Regions from separate parts of the Mus musculus genome. Here all the other regions are linked to region 3. Evidence: chromatin contacts called from public ChIA-PET and Hi-C data. All regions are on one chromosome and are shown on one strand. Each heading gives the region's core, a stretch centred on a gene start, on an enhancer-like site or on the middle of the called end of the contact. The rest is flanking DNA. Distances are from core to core; before and after follow the strand shown.

Evidence for each region. A called contact is a pair of places that touch in the nucleus more often than the background predicts. ChIA-PET counts read pairs in DNA pulled down with a chosen protein or histone mark.
Region 1: a contact with region 3 is called in an RNA polymerase II ChIA-PET map of effector CD8 T cells, with 83 read pairs. The contact joins the enhancer-like site here to the promoter of Hbp1 in region 3. A contact is called at or near these places in 10 of 39 promoter capture datasets (the 3T3-L1 cell line, the C10 cell line, the HPC-7 cell line and 6 more), 5 of 15 datasets of contacts at CTCF or cohesin (CD8 T cells, the NIH/3T3 cell line, large pre-B cells and 2 more), 5 of 484 Hi-C or Micro-C datasets (the C10 cell line, Sertoli cells, bone marrow-derived macrophages and 1 more), 16 of 115 datasets of contacts at active chromatin or transcription factors (the HPC-7 cell line, T-cell acute lymphoblastic leukemia, bone marrow-derived macrophages and 9 more) and 6 of 9 other capture datasets (adipose tissue, bone marrow-derived macrophages, embryonic stem cells and 3 more).
Region 2: a Hi-C map of bone marrow-derived macrophages shows a contact between it and region 3, with 31 read pairs. The contact joins the enhancer-like site here to the promoter of Hbp1 in region 3. A contact is called at or near these places in 2 of 39 promoter capture datasets (hematopoietic stem and progenitor cells and pre-B cells), 3 of 15 datasets of contacts at CTCF or cohesin (CD8 T cells, the G1E-ER4 cell line and the NIH/3T3 cell line), 5 of 484 Hi-C or Micro-C datasets (the G1E-ER4 cell line, the HL-1 cell line, bone marrow-derived macrophages and 2 more), 5 of 115 datasets of contacts at active chromatin or transcription factors (CD8 T cells, bone marrow-derived macrophages, a colorectal cancer cell line and 2 more) and 3 of 9 other capture datasets (adipose tissue, embryonic stem cells and macrophages).

The regions. Positions count from the first base shown.
Region 1 is chr12:32,168,123-32,171,043 of GRCm38.p6, forward strand. No RefSeq gene overlaps it. Among named protein-coding and RNA genes, the nearest start is that of Gm40374, 26 kb to the left of the region's middle. Within about 2 kb of position 1,434, at least 68 of the 459 cell types and tissues checked have an H3K27ac peak or open chromatin away from gene starts, as enhancers often do. A contact at or near this core is called in CD8 T cells, the HPC-7 cell line, T-cell acute lymphoblastic leukemia and 5 more, where this site is marked.
Region 2 is chr12:32,093,961-32,096,783 of GRCm38.p6, forward strand. 5430401H09Rik (a long non-coding RNA gene) reads right to left here. Exons shown (of 7, transcript XR_872651.3): 7 at 2,633-2,823. Among named protein-coding and RNA genes, the nearest start is that of Gm33111, 14 kb to the left of the region's middle. Within about 2 kb of position 1,386, at least 44 of the 459 cell types and tissues checked have an H3K27ac peak or open chromatin away from gene starts, as enhancers often do. A contact at or near this core is called in the G1E-ER4 cell line, the HL-1 cell line, the NIH/3T3 cell line and 4 more, where this site is marked.
Region 3 is chr12:31,948,835-31,951,956 of GRCm38.p6, forward strand. Hbp1 (high mobility group box transcription factor 1) reads right to left here and starts at 1,411. Exons shown (of 11, transcript NM_153198.3): 1 at 1,362-1,411. The coding sequence starts at 1,376.

The sequences.
Region 1 (2,921 bases), core at 184-2,683, 220 kb after region 3:
TCTAAGGGCCTCCTTGTTACTTAGTTTCTTTGGGTCAACATGAGAATATCAAGATCCATTCACTTGCCTGCAAATTTCATGATGTCTTTGCTTTTAATAGCTGAATAGTATTCCATTGTGTAAATGTACCACATTTGCTTTATCCATTCTTCAGTTGAGGGGATCAGGTTGTTTTTAGTTTCTGGCTATTATGAATAACGCTGCTATGATCATAGTGGAGCACATACCCTTGTGCTGTAGTGGGGCATCTTTAGAGTATATGCCCAGGAGTGGTATAGCTGGGTCTTAGAGTAGAACTATTCCAAAGTTTCTGAAAAACTGCCAAATTGATTTCCAGAGTGGTTGTACAAATTTGCACTTCCACCAGCAATGGAGGAGTGTTCCTCCTTGTTCCACATCCTTGTCAGCATCTGCTGTCACTTGAGTTTTTGACCTTAGCCACTCTGACTGATGTAAGATGGAGTCTCAGAGTCGTTTGATTTGCATTTCCCTGATGGCTAAGGATGTTGAATATTTCTTAAGTGCTTCTTGGCCATTAAAGGTTCCTCTGTTAAGAATTCAGAATCTTTTAAATTTCTGGAGGTTTAAGGCGCCAAGCCTATTTACTTACTGAAAGCCGGCAAATGTGTCCATTCACGTTGAGCAATTAGTACCTGAGGAAGGAGTTGCTCTTAAAGTGAGAGGCTGTTTTCTCTGGTGTCTAGAACTGTGAAACTGTGGACTGAGCACAGCTGGGGTGAGAACGGGGTGGGGTGGGGGTAGTCAAGGGTTTGGTACTTCTTTGTGGCTATGAGACTTCCTCAGGGGAAGCCCTTTGTAGCCACAGGGCTGGTAGCTTAACAGAACAAGTGCTTTGTGATGGTGCAGAGGAAAGGTGGTGTGTGTGTGTGTGTGTGTGTGTGTGTGCAGTGGGGACTTGTGTAGACTTACCTACCAAACACATCAGGTTGCAGAAAGCACTGTTCAACCATAAACCTTGCAATGGTCGGAAATGGTGGGTGGCTTTCTGCCAGACAATAGGAAGCTATTTTAATTCTAAAGTAAAACTAGAAGATTCTGGGGTCGATTGCCAGGCGATTGTTCCTCTGCTGAGAGGCACATGGTGCTTGCTGCTCCACACTGCAAAGTGGCCTTGCATCCCTTGATAGGCCACAGGCCCCCTGACTCAGAACCACACCGAGCCCCGCTTAGGGGATAATTCCTACTAAAGCAGCAGGCAGCAAGATTTACTCAGTTGTGTTAATGAGCAAATGCTTAGAAAAGAATCTGACATTAACAAGGAGTGAAAACAGGCTGTTTGCACCTCCTCAGGGGACTTCAGATGCGAGCTGGAAAGCCCAGCAGGACCACACAGGCAGCACCAGGTCTGCAGTTGGGAAGAGCTGCAGCAAGCAGGACTCTCCTGACTGACTTAGTGGCAGGTGGCACCTTCTTCAAAGCACTGCTATTGTTGAACAGAGATCAAGGCCAGTTTTAGCAGTGACTGATCACCATCAGGTAGGGATAAGGCTGAAGATTTCAAGGTCCCTGTTTTCAAATCCCAACTTCCAACAATAGCTTTGAAGCCACTGCTTGATAATAAGGCCTTCAAATTTAGTCCCTCTGCCGCCCTTTGAGCTTTTAGTGCAGCATGATCTACGTTAAGAGACAAAGAGACGATTGTCATTTGGAATGCATCTTTTTTCCCCAGAAAATGAAAATATTAATTTCTCCTGGTTAAGAAACTCGAAACGTCCCCAAATCCAAATGAAAAAAAGTTAATGCACAGAAAAAACTATCACTATTAATAGTATAAGCTATAGCTCCCAGACACTCAGGAGGCTGAGGCAGAAAGATCCCAAGCTCAAGGTCTGCCTGGGTTACAGTGTGAGTTCAAGGCAAGCCCCTGTAACTTAGGGCTATATAGTGAAATAAAAATAAAAATAAAAATAAAAATGGCTGAAGATACAGCTTATTGGTAGTGTTTGTCTTCCATGTGTAAGGCCTTAGATTCAATTCCCTAGTACAAAAAAACAAAAACAAACACCAGTGTGAGTATATATATATATATATATATATATATATATACTCCCAAACTTTTTATGTATGCACATACTTACCACCACTTACATTTTTAAATTGATTTTTGAGACAGAGTATCTAGCATAGGCTGGCCTCAAACTCCTTAAGTATTAGAGAATAACCTAGAATGTCCTCCTGCCCTTAACTTTCACGTTGGGATTAGAGGTGTGCACCATCATATCTAGTTTATTCAGGGCAAGTGGTTGAAGCCTCACTTGTGTGCACTCTAGGCAAGCACTATCAATTAGAGCCACATCCCCAGCTCTTAATTCAATGGCACTTAGCTAATTGATCTCCTGTAGAGAGACTTTAAGGGCTGTTTGCAAATTTTAGTTATTATAAAGAAGTATGGTGACTATTTTTATTCTCTTTTATTATTATTATTATTTTAGTGTGTGTGTGTGTGCGCACGTGCACATGTGTAGACTAGAGTCTACACATCAGGTATCCTTTATTACTCTTCATCTTAATTTTTTTAGGCCAGGCCTTTTACAACCTGAAGCTTACAGATCTGCAGCAGGCAAAGGGGCCTGGTGCACACAGAGAAGCACTGGAGAAGCCAGGAAAGTTAAACGCACTGCTCACCTCTTCAATGGAATGAAGTGCACAACTGTTTCTTCCTAGAGTGCCAGGAATGATGGAGTTTTACAGCCTGGTGGTCCTTTGCTGTCTGATGAGACAGGCTCTGCCCATGTCTCCCAGTATTAACTTATCCCAGACCCTTTCCCACTAGATCTTAAGCATTGCTCTTAGACCATTAAACTCATTTTTATGCGTGATGTCACTTGCTCTTTACAACAGCCCAAGTGTCTTCTGTGTTATCTTCGAGCCAGACCAATCTTGGCCCCCACAGGCATTAT
Region 2 (2,823 bases), core at 136-2,635, 150 kb after region 3:
AAAGAACTCTGAGGAACCCAGAATATATGTGTATACCTTGTTTCCCATGACACAGGGCTGGAAAATAACATACCTTTCATATCTCCCATGGTTCTCACAGAGAATAGAAGCTAGATTAAGCTGAGAATAAAATTGTGTACCAGACCTATAGCATGTAGTTCCTACTACCCTGCTTTAAGCCCTGGTCAGAGACTATTGGGTCCACGGATGAAAAACAGACACACAGCATAGCTCAATTTCAACTTGCGTTATTGGCTCAATGACTGTGTGCTTCTAATCTCGAAGGTCTAGTGAGCCCTTCCCAATACTCTTAGCTCAGCACTCTACATCTTCCCTAAGCTTTAGCTACTCAGTTATCTTTAGTCCCAGCTCAACACCTTAAATCTGCCCTCAGCTTAGTTACGTTTCTAATCTCCCACCTGGGGAAGTGGTCTATGGTCACTCTACCCAAGATCTCACATGGCTGGTTACCCTTTCTCCCTCCAAAGTATAGTAAAAATCCCCCTTTCTCTTCCTGTGACTCTTAGCTTGCCTGTGGGGACCCAGAAGTCTTGCTCTTTCCTTCCACCCAACAATTGGCTCTTGGAATCTTTATTGATCAATCAAGAACCAATTGGGAAACAGGGCCCATTCCACCAACAACATCAGGACCATGCTCTACACAGACCTCCTGTGAGTCATGCCAACATCACTTGTGTACAATATTGGGAAAGTGACAAAAATGTTTCTGCTAAGGATTATAATCCAGAATATTCCACATAGGCTGCTCTTCAGACAGAAGATGCCTTGCTATTGTTGCACTCCTGATGAAGTGTGAAAGCCAGTGGCCTTCTAAGGAATAACTATCACTTTATTTCTGTGGCCTTCCTCATGCATCTTTGTGGGTATTTCAGACACCATGGATTATTGCCATGCTTCTTTCCAGGCGCTCAAAGTACGATTGAATGGGCTTTGTAGCAAAATAGCTGCCTAGCTTGTCCTGTTTCCTCAGGCACCTCTGAAAGAAAGGGGGAAATTGTGTCTGAATTTAGAATTAGGGGAAGAGGGACAGTGACAGAGGGATGCTATCAAAGCTCCTGGTATTCTAAGTTGCTGCAGCAATTGCCCTGATAAAGTCAGGCAGATGGGAGCTAGCCTGAGCTCCAGCCTCGATGTCCTTGATGGACAAGCAGGAGAAGAAGACAGCAGCTAGGAAGGACTTATCAGCCTGTCTTAGGAACAGTTGAGTGTTGTCACGGAAGATGAGTTGGTTCTGTTCTCCAGGGTTTCCAGGAAAAAAAAAAGTTTGTGCTCTTATTTTAGATAGAATGGCCACAGTGAGCATTTGAAAGATCTCAGTGGCTTCCTAAACCCCCCTAGGAAATGACTCATAACAGTGGAATTCTGAGAGAAAGCCAAGTCACTTATGGTGACTTGCAGAAAATGATGTTCCATTTCTACATCCATGGGCACACTAGTTCCTTTAAAGGGCTGCTTTGGGAGATTCTTTGCTGTTCTGTTTTCTGATGTTTGTTTGTTTGGTTTTGGTTTTATGAGACAAGGTTTCTCACTGTAGCCCTGGCTGTCCTGGAACTATCTCTGCAGACCAAGCTGGCCTCAAAGTCAGAGATCTGCCTACCTTTGCCTCCCAAGTGCTGGGATCAAAGGTATGCACCACTACTCATCTGGCCTTCCTTTTCCTTCTTCTCCTTTTCTCCTTCTCCGTTTCTCCTTCTCCTTCTCCTTCTCCTTCTCCTTCTCCTTCTCCTTCTCCTTCTCCTTCTCCTTCTCCTTCTCCTTCTCCTTCTCCTTCTCCTTCTCCTTCTCTTTCTCCTCCTCCCCCTCCTTCTCCTCTTCCTCTTCCTCTTCCTCTTCCTCCTCCTCTTCCTCTTCCTCCTTCTCCTTCTCTTCCTCCTCCTCTTCCTTCTTCCCCCTCCTCCTCCTTCTTCTTCATGGGGATACTAAAGAGAAAACTAGTCTAGGATGGTTAACATTAGTGAGCCTGGTGAGGAGGGATTTGGGGAAGTAAGGAAAATGATTTCCCCAGATGGCTCTGCCTCTGAGGAAGGCTGATCCTGGTGCATTCCCAATAACCTGGTAGATGCCTCCCTCAAAATTCCTTTGGAAGTTGTACTTACTTGGATGTCTGTTCTGTGTGTCACAATAAATGGCTGAGAAGAGAAATTACTGAATGTCCGGTCTGAATCTGTAGTAAAGGTTGGGTTGAATATGACTTGCCAGGGCATAGAATGGAGTTTCCTAGCAGATATTTATCTTGGATGGGAGGGGGGCACTGTATCTATGGGAAGGCTGGTTTCTGAGGAGGGGCTCTGTCTTTCCTTAGAAGGTGTCTTAATTAGGGTTTTACTGATGTAAACAGACATCATGACCAAGGCAAGTTTTTATAAAGCACAACATTTAATTGGGCTGGCTTACAGGTTCAGAGGTTCAATTCATCATCATTAAGGTGGGAACAGGGTAGCACCTAGGGAGGTAGAGCTGAGAGTTCTACATTTACATCTGAAGGCTGCTAGTGGAAGACTAGCTTCCAGGCAGCTAGGGTGAGGGTCTTATAGCCCACACCTACACTGACACACCACCACCAACAGGGCCCACTCCCTGAGATGAGCATATACAAACCATCACAGAAGGATATTATAAAGAAGCAAAACAGAATTTTTATTATTTATTTTTATTGTAGCAGAAACAACAAAGCACATTAAGTGAAAACTGCTTTTAACTCCATGTGTTTCCAAATGCCCAACTCTTGCTGGAGTAACATCACCTCTTACATCCTACAGACTTTCTTTCTTGTCTTCACTTTGCACGAACTAATAGAGGAAG
Region 3 (3,122 bases), core at 161-2,660:
AAGGGCTTTCCCAGGAAGAAAAGATAAATAGGTTTATAAAACTAAACTGGGAGCTATAATAGAAAAAAATTTAAAAAGGTTCTGAAATTTACTAGTCGAGTTGAAGTAATGTTCAAAAGCCTAAGGTATCTCGAAAACTTGTCTTAAGTTTTCTTTTTTCAATGTAACTCCACTTCCCCCAATACTCTTGGTTCGACAAAGCTGGGGTTAAAGGGAGAGGTGAAACACCGGAACCAAAACACAAAATTACGGCTCCAAATCACCGCTGTAACTACTTAAGTATTTATAATTGCTAAAATCATTCTTCGACTGTAACCCATCCTAAACCCCCGCCCCTCTCCCTAGAGAATAAAGCTCCCTTAAGCCCAACTGAGTCCCCCCCAGCAGGTACAAAGTGCCAGGAACCGTGTCCCGCCCAGCTGTCAGTGCCTTCGCCGGCTGAGAAGTCCCAGGGAGTGAACTCCGGAGCGCTCAGCGCCGGGAGCACGCGAAAGCGAGGCTCGGGAAGCCGGCTGCGCCCCAACTCCTTTTTGTTTTGTTTAAATCGGCCTGCAGAGGGAGGAGCCGGGCCTCGCCCGCGGGCCTAGTCGCCGGGTCAGGCCGAGCAGCGCCTCCCGGAGCCGGCCAAGTCCACCCCCACCTCTTTCGCCATTCATCGCTTCCTCCCCTCCCCCCCATCATGTGACCGCAGCCTGGACGCCAGGCTTGTTTTTCCCCCTTAGCGCAGCCCCACCGCGCACCGCGCAGGCGCCTCGGAGCCCATTCATTCGAACTGCGTAACAATGAGCCCCGGGCCCGACGGCTCCGCGAGCTCCCCCGCCCGGCCCGGGCCCCGGAGGCAGCTTCGCCTCCCCGGAGCCCCCGGCCCGCTGGAGCTCGCGGCCGGCGTCCGCCCTCGGCCCCCGCAGCGGGGAGTGGCGAGGCAAACTTTCCGGAGCCCTCCGGAGCGCCAGGCCCCTCCCCTGCCCCGGCCCCTTCCCCGCCGGCCCCCACCGCGAGCGCCACCGAGCCCCGAGCTCCGCCACCCCCACCACCCCGAGTCCTGGGAGCCGCGGCCGTCCAGGCTCGGAGAGCTCCCGGGAGGCCCGGACGGCGGGTTCCGCGCAGGGGATCCAGTGCCCAGAGTCCCAAGGGTCTCCGCTCTCGCGGCCGCTGCCCGGCCCCGAAGCTCCAGCCCCTCCCTTGCCCACCCCCCACCCCTCAGAAACCCCGCGACCACACAGAGTCAGGACGCAGGCCGTCTGTCGCGACAGCGTCGCCAGCTGCTTGCCTGCGCGTTTCCCGACGGCTGCCCACCTCTCTGTGGCGCGCCGCGACTCCCACCGCCGCGTTTACTCCTCAGCCGAAACTTTCCTACTTACCAAACCCGTCGCCATTACCAAGTCTTTCAAGCTTCGTCTTCCCCCTCCCCTGAAGCCCCCGGGGGGCTGAGCCTTCGTCCACCTTTCTCGTCTTTAATTGGTCTGAAGAACTGCCACTCTAAGGTTCCGCCTTTCCATTGGAAAGTGCCGTAGTCCGTCTCGGTGGGCGGGCATGTATTGACTTTTCTCTTGTGTTTACTGGAGAAGGTGGCTTGTCAATCACTACAGAAAGCGCTTTGGATTGGATTGCTGCCGAGACACGGGGGACGGGAGCCAAACTTTGCTATCGAAGTGGATTGTGGGTTAGTAGTCTCAGCCTTGCTCCTTAGCTGAGGAAATTACCGGGGGGGAGGAGCTGACTGAACTACATATCCCAGAGGTACGCGCACAACGCAGTCTTGATAGTAAACAAGAGTCATAGGGACACGTGTATCAGCTCGTTTGTTTTGGTGTCTGAGACAAAAGGGAGGGGGCGGAGGATAGGAGTGTTTTAAAGCCAGGGCCACCTCTCTTCCTTTAGGCCTCCCAGAGGGCCTAGAGCGTCCTTGGTTGGGTATTTCAGCACCCATTCCAGGCCATAAACAGCAGAGTCGCTTGCTGCTCAAAGTTTGGCTGGTGGCCAAGGTATTGTTTTAGTGCGAGGGGAAGAAGATGACTGCACAAGCGGAAGCAGTGCAGGCTAGCCAGGGACTTGATCACTTACAAATCACGGCCCAAGCACGTTGGGGATTACAAAAGTTGATTCAGTACTGCCCTCCCTTAGCAGATGAGCTAGACAGATTTTTTTTTTTTTTTTTTTTTAAACTTAACCAGCCCTTGACTCAATACGCCGCCAACAACAACTGGGGAAGATTTACCAGTGTCCAGTTTGACCAGAATTAGTTGAGACACAGCCAAGTGCCATGTACTGTAGGGTTTAAGAATGAGACAGTATCGGACTCAAGAATTTATACAGCTGTTTAGAGTACTGGACTATTGCTTTGAATTTGAGGCATTCGAAGCGATGTTTCCTTATTGGCCTACATTTTCTTTTAAATTAATACAGAGGAGTGTAGATAGACTGTATTTGTCCGAAGTTAGTTGCTAGGTTACTTGTGTCTTTGGTGAATATTTTTAACTGTCTCTCCCTCCCTAAGCGTTCAGACAGAAAACTGCCTTTCCACTCTGTTTCTACTAGAAGTTCCTCCTGATTTTTCTAAGGGAGTTACCAAAAGTGGGGAATGGCTTTTCTGTGTTAGTTGCTTCCTTTTAAAGGAGGTTGCTCATAGCATCTGGGTGCAGTCAGTCTGTAATTGGCATTTTTACTATTCACATTATAAGCATTACTATAGGCATTATTGAGCTTTTTTTCTTTGAACATGAAGTGTTTAATCATGTAGGGTATGGATTAGGTTTTATTTCTTCCTATTACTAGAAATGTGCTGAAATTGAGAAAGAAAGGAGTACGAATTCTGCTCAAGTCAATTTAGGGAAGAGCTCGAGGTCATCTTTCAAAACTGCCCGCATTTCTAGACCTGAAAGCTACAGAACAAAACCAGTAAACAAAAGATTTACTGGTACATGGTTGAAACAAGGTTTCAAATTCCTTTGAGTTCTGCTTTTGGACTCTTGAAGTGGAAACTATTTCTAAAATAGCCGGCCCAAGTGAGCAGGGATTGATACTCTGCTCACAAATATTCTGTTCACAAGCATTGTTTTCCTCAAAATAATCCAGAGGAAAACCCTCCCAAAATGCCTGACCCCCACCCCCGAGTAAAAAAG